Linked DNA regions of Gossypium hirsutum: region 2 is linked to region 1. A link is a contact called in public Hi-C data. All regions are on one chromosome and are shown on one strand. The core of a region is the stretch at or near the end of the contact, and the rest is flanking DNA. Distances in the headings are between cores, read along the strand shown.

Region 1 (3,133 bases), core at 66-2,565:
TGTTTAAATATGATTAAATTATTTATTTTTGATAATAAATAATCTTATTAAAATTTAAATAACAATAACAATAATCATTTACCAAAACAAATTTATGCTAAGGGTATTCTGGTCATTTTAGTTTTCTCCATTATGCTATTACACCTCTATTATATTCAACCAAACACAGTTTTACTATTACGCCTCTATTCCATTACATTCAACCAAACAGTTGATTTGCTATTACACATCTATTCCATTACACCTCTAATCCAATACACCTCTAATCCAATACAGCAAACCAAACGTGCCCTTAGTGTTACTTGAGGTGTGGTTTTTGTATATTTCCCCTTGTTTTTATAAATTTATGCAACACCAATGCTTGGATGACTGTAAAATTCTCCACGTTGAAACTCGTATATATTTATGTTGGTTAATGGTTAAAAAAAAATCTAACTTGTGAGTTCAAACATACTCGTAACATCAAATTAATTGATTTGGTTCTTTTATAATTACAAAATTTGTTTAACGTAATAAAATAAATTCTGGTTGGAGTAAGAGTCGAAGTCGGAGTCAATTTTTCATAAAATGTTGGGTCAAGGGTCGAGGCAGTTTTTTTTAATTTAAAAAATGTAGGTGGAGTTTCAATATTTGGGTATTTCCTATAAGAAAAATAATTGAAAAGGATGAAAGTAGTAAATTGTAAGTTCGGAAAGTAAGAGCAAAATACTTAATTTGGTGGTGGAGTGATGGATGGAAGATTAGAGGCGATGTTGCAAATAACAAACTCTTTTTGTTGGTAATGAAAGAAACAAGAGAACCGAATCCCCTTGGAAGGAAGGGCCAGCTTAAAAAATAAAAAAAAAATGAATTTTTTAAAATATTTTTAATAGTGGTTTTTTTAGATTTTTAAAAAGGTTAAAATATAGTCTCTTATTCTTTATAAATTTAAAATTTAATCATTATATTTTTATTTTCAGGAATTTAATTCTTTATTTTCTTTTTAAATTTTAAAATTTAAGTTTAATTGTTGTCACTCTAAATTATTAAAAAAAATTTTACTTGTCATTTTAAAATTAAAAGAAATTCAATGGGCAATCATGTTGGTAAATAAATGATGAATATAAATTTTAACAATATTAATAATTAAATTTAATATTTAATATTTAAAAATAAAAAAAATAAATTTCTAAAAATAAAAATACATCAATTTAGGAAAATTTTGTAACTTTTTTAAATTATACATTTTTAAATTTCATCTTAACAATGTTATTAAATTATTTGAGAGAATTTAAATTTCAAAACTAAAAAATAAATGTTGCTTTACTGGTAATAGTACTCCAATCATTTTGGATTTTCCGATTAATGACGACACCTCACACACAGAGGATTCCAGCCCCCTTTTTTACGCCGAGTATTAGGAAAGGAAAAGAAGAAAACGAAAACCCCAAATTTCAAAGTCCCTACTTCCCATACGGGGATTATACTCCCGCACAAAAACCGAAAAAGGTTTTTTTTCTTCTTTTTCCAACATTTTATTTTCCTTCAATCTAAACGAAGAAAAGAGAAATGTTCCTTTATCTATCATAGGAGTAGCTGCAAGATCTACTGATCCAGCTGAATCTAATCGAGGAATTGTTGAAATTTTTAGAAATTATGTCCTTTTAAATTTTCCTTTTCTAGATTTTGGAAGACAAGGGAATGGGGGACAAGGAGGAGGAAGAAGAGTGGACCGGGACGGAGAGCGGGGATTTGACATCGGAAGACGAAGGAACGGAAGATTACCGGCGGGGCGGTTATCACGCTGTTAGAATCGGAGACACTTTCAAGAACGGTCGTTACGTTGTACAAAGCAAGCTCGGTTGGGGCCATTTCTCCACCGTTTGGCTCGCTTGGGACACTCACCGCTCCGTACTCCTCTTTCTCTCTAGCAGATCTTGCTTCGTTTCCCTTGTTGATCACTTCAATTATGCCCTACTATAATTAAATCTGCTTAGTTTACTGAAGAAGTTTGCCTTTTAGCTCTATTTATTTGGTTTATTTCAGTAATATTTGATAAGACTTTTTCGATCCTTTAATTGAAGGAAAAGCATCTAGAAGAACCTTTATCATTTCATTTGTGTTAATATCGTGTTAAGACTTTTTGCCTAGAAAATAACGGAGAAAAATATAATGGATTGTAAAGAACGAATAAAAAGTGTTCGTTGCCACTCGCAAGTAGTCATTTGTTTGCTCGATCAATTTTGACTATGAAACAGCAGAAAAATCACTAAGAAATGTAGTCTATTCTCTTTTAATTTTAGTTAAATTGCTTTTATTATGTTATATTTAATAATTTGTTTTTAAACTACAGTGTTATGTAGCTTTGAAAGTACAAAAAAGTGCCCAGCATTACACTGAGGCAGCGATGGATGAGATAACAATCTTGCAACAGATTGCGGATGGGGATAAAGAGGATAAAAAATGTGCGGTGAAGCTTTTGGATCATTTTAAGCATTCAGGTCCGAATGGGCAGCATGTTTGTATTGTGTTTGAGTACTTGGGAGATAATCTTTTGACTCTCATCAAGTATTCTGATTATCGTGGCATGCCTATTCATATGGTTAAGGAGATATGTTTCCATATTCTAATGGGCTTGGATTACTTGCATAGGGAGCTTTCCATTATACACACTGATCTGAAGCCGGAAAATATTTTATTGTTCTCAATGATAGATCCGTCCAAGGACCCTAGAAAGTCTGGTGCTCCTCTCATCCTTCCGAATAGTAAGGACAAGACGGTGCTGTCTACTAATGGGGATTTGAGTAGAAATCAGAAGAAAAAGTTTCGGAGAAAGGCTAAGCGAGTGGCTCAGGGATGTCTGGAGAAAGAAGTTACTGCAGAAGGTGATGAGGATCCTGAAACATCTTGTGCAGCTAAATCATCTCCTATTGCGGATTCTGTTGAATGTGCCACTAGTTCCGGCAATGCCAATAGAGTCTCTGATGCTGATGGTACAAAGGATTCTAGTCAAGCAAGTCAAGGTGATAAGAGAGGAAGTCGCTCCACAAGGCGGAAACTGTTGGCATCAGTTGACTTGAAGTGCAAATTAGTTGACTTTGGGAATGCATGTTGGACATATAAACAATTTACTAATGATATTCAGACAAGACAA
Region 2 (3,545 bases), core at 88-2,587, 380 kb after region 1:
ATAAAGGAACAGAAAAAAAAAGTATCAACAAAAAAAAAGAAAGAAAAAAGGACACTCAGCACCATACCTCCTCCTCCTTCTTCTCCCAATCGTCAAACTCAGCTCTAGCACGTTCTCTAGCTAGCAAAGCCTGCGGGAACAGAGGTTAATAAACCAAAAAACATTTAATATCAACCAAGAAAGCCCCAGATAAAGTTTAATTTTGCAATAGGTCACAACCATGCTTTTCAAGAAACCAAACTTTACCATTTCTTCCTCATGTTGTGCTTTCTCAAGTGCCCTTTCCTCCCTTCTCTTTTTAACTTTTTCAATCTCAGCCTGCAATGTGAATTTGTATAAGCATTCATGAAACAATGGATTTCATTCCACATTCACATATTATATGATTAATACTACACAAAAATAATCTTAACCTATACCACCTTACCATTCTCTCTTTTTGTCTCTTCTTCTCAGCTTTCACTGAAAACGTGTCCAATGGCACCCCTTGGGAAACATCACGCTCGATTTTCTTCCGCCAAACAAATCTAAAGACCACATGCAATCCCATTTGTATTAGATATTATTATTTATCACACAAATTCAGTCACTGGATTAGTGAAGCATTCAATCCCAGAAGATATTATCTATAAGTGCCTGATAAAAGATAGAGCAAGAACTTTAATTGCGACGATTACTCAGTAAATTTTGAGTTTCTTATAATTTTCCAGGTTCGAACACTCTAAACTTTTAACAATAAGTCATTCATAAGAAAAAGAAAAAAGTTGAGAAAAGAAACTTACTTCTCGTTGAGATTCGAATCGCCAAAAGGATTTGAATCATTTGAATAACCCGATACTGTTTGTGCTTTCAATTTCTTCGCAGCTCGCATTGCCTAATTAAAATATTGAACTATTAATTCACAAAAAAGAAATCCAAAATATTCGAAATAATCGAAGGAAAGCCAAAAAAAAACCTTCTTTTGTGCTTTCTTTGCCATATACTCAGCAATTTCCTCTTCCGTGATGTTTCTAGAAGATCTCTTCTTCTTACTACGTCCTCGATCGCTTCCATCGCTATCATCACCGGAATACTCTTCGGAATCACGACCGCGACGGCTCCGGCTACGGCTATGGCGGCTGCTTTTGCTTTTACTGCGACGGCTTCTATCCTTGCTGCGTTTGCGGTATCTTCTGTCGGGGGAAGAATCTCCGCTGTCGGTTTCGTCTGATTCAGACTCGGAAGCCGAGTCGTCGTAAGATCTTCTTTTGCTTCGACTACTTCCTGCCATGATTAGGATAGGGTTTTTGATTTGCATACCAACGTCCAGCTATTAAAATAAATTTTGGATCCCGCCCTGGGTCGGGTTTAACCGACTTTAAAAACTTAACCTTTATATTTATGGAATTTGCCATTTCTTTTTGGACGCAGACTGCTCAAACCAACTGTTACTAATCCAATTACTTTTATGGGTTTATCTGTCCAAATCAAATAAATTATTAAAATATTTAAAAATTTTTAAAATTAATTTAATCACTTCTTATCTATTCATCGATGAAATCTAAATAAGGCTTTAGTTGAAATAAAGAAATGTTAAAATTAAGACATTAAGTTTAAATCTTTTGTAAAAGAAATAGATTTTTGGTATTTTTTGATTGAGTTGTGACTTGGATAGGTTTAAATAATAACTAAATTATGTCACGTTCATGAGATGGGTGAAAACAGAATTATGTAACAAATACATTTATAAAAGAAATTGATATAAAAATCAAATGAGGCTTTAGTTAAAATGACAAAGTAAATATATTGAAAAATAGTCTTATATTCAAATATTATTATGTGTGTATTTTTCTATATTTTTATGTAAAAGAGTTAAAGAGACAAGAACACCTTCAAAATGTAAGATCCCCTAACCCCAAACTGTCGCCGGAACAAGGTTACGAGGCATTACCGGACATTTCGAACAATTTACAAATAATTCTTAAATAAATAAAAAACATATATAAAAGAATCATAAATTCATATAAATTTATATTAATTGGCTTCATTTAAAAAAATCAATATAACCTCTTTATAATTATTGAACCTTCCCTGTAAATTTCAAATCGCAACCAAACCAATTTCAGTATTTCAACCAATACATTTATATACTCAAATATACTTAAATCATACTTGACATATTGACTTAACAACTTAATTAATGAAAACCCTATTAACATTTCTAATTAGTTCATCAACTATTCAAGCCATTCCAATTCAATACCAATGCCATAAACAATTTCTACCATTTTACTAATTTAATCGTCAAAACACCAAATATCTTTCTTTACAACAAAATTATATAACATACTAAAATAACCATTATAATCCCTATGTACATGCCACTTTCACTTAAAGGAAGAAAACATCACCAAAATCTTTATGCTGGAGTCGGGATTGTCCTGGATGCTGAACCGAGACTCTGACTCCTTTTTAACCTGCGCATAGAAACAACCGTACGCTGAGTATTTTACACTCCGTAGTATTACCATAATTCAAATTATAATAGCAATAAAGAAATAGAATTACCAAGCATGTAACTATCCATCTTCTTAATTATTAATTAATTTTTAAACTTTCATCAATTAACAATAACAATAAAATTTATAGCTATTCTTCAATTTCAATCACATATCACATGTAACAATTTCAATCACTACTTGAACATTAAGTTCATGCCTTTTGTTTTCAATCTCAATTTCAATCCACAATTTTAAATTTCCTCATATTCAATACTATAATCGATCAAATTCATTTGATTTTCTCATTTCAATTATTCACCTTATTAACAATCTAGACTTGACGGATACACGGATTCCAACCCAAACACACCAGTACGGCACATTGTGCCTAAAATGGTACATAGTACCTGATTAGTATACGACACATAAGTGCCTGAAATGACACACGAGGTGCCTGATACGACACATAAAGTGCCTGAGATACAACACATAAAGTGCCTGATGTACGACACATAAAGTGCCTGATCAGTAAAGCCGATAAATCCCGTACTCTTCCAAATCCTTTGGCATGCCAATTATATCCAGACTCAGTCCGTCTAGTTAATAGGGTATTTCAATTTCACAATCCAATTTTCACCTTTATTTCAAGAATTCATTTTAAATATCAAATATACTTTTTCATTCACTAATCAAAACACAATTCAATACCAACACATACTTTTCAAATTCACATTTCAATTAAATTTTAATTTTCCATTTTCAAGTCAATATTCATTTCAATTCCACACATATATCCATTATTCAATTGAATTTCTTTCAACTTAATAATAATACTTACCTTATATTTCACTTACCTTATTATTTGCTTACCATACACATAATTTAAATTTAACATTAAAATAATAAATAATTTGAATTATAATAATACAAACCCGAATTTCGCAGTTACTCCTCGACGACCTTCTCCTTCCCTTTTTGTGCCGATACCTCGAATTCTTTATTAGCAAATTAAAGCTAAAATCCTTAAACCATAGTTTTTCCTTTTTCTTTTCTTTCTTTCTTTTT

Evidence for each region. Hi-C and Micro-C count contacts between places; a contact is called where the count stands out from the background.
Region 2: a Hi-C map of leaf shows a contact between it and region 1, with 2.2 times the contacts expected there. The contact joins the promoter of LOC107899511 here to the promoter of LOC107899516 in region 1. A contact is called at or near these places in 2 of 34 Hi-C or Micro-C datasets (both in leaf).

What each region holds. Positions count from the first base shown.
Region 1 is chrD04:39,259,815-39,262,947 of Gossypium_hirsutum_v2.1, forward strand. LOC107899516 (SRSF protein kinase 1) reads left to right here and starts at 1,316. Exons shown (of 6, transcript XM_016825255.2): 1 at 1,316-1,488; 2 at 1,663-1,890; 3 at 2,333-3,133. The coding sequence starts at 1,345.
Region 2 is chrD04:39,637,455-39,640,999 of Gossypium_hirsutum_v2.1, forward strand. LOC107899511 (cactin) reads right to left here and starts at 1,338. Exons shown (of 14, transcript XR_005912193.1): 1 at 956-1,338; 2 at 783-874; 3 at 428-527; 4 at 247-318; 5 at 68-130.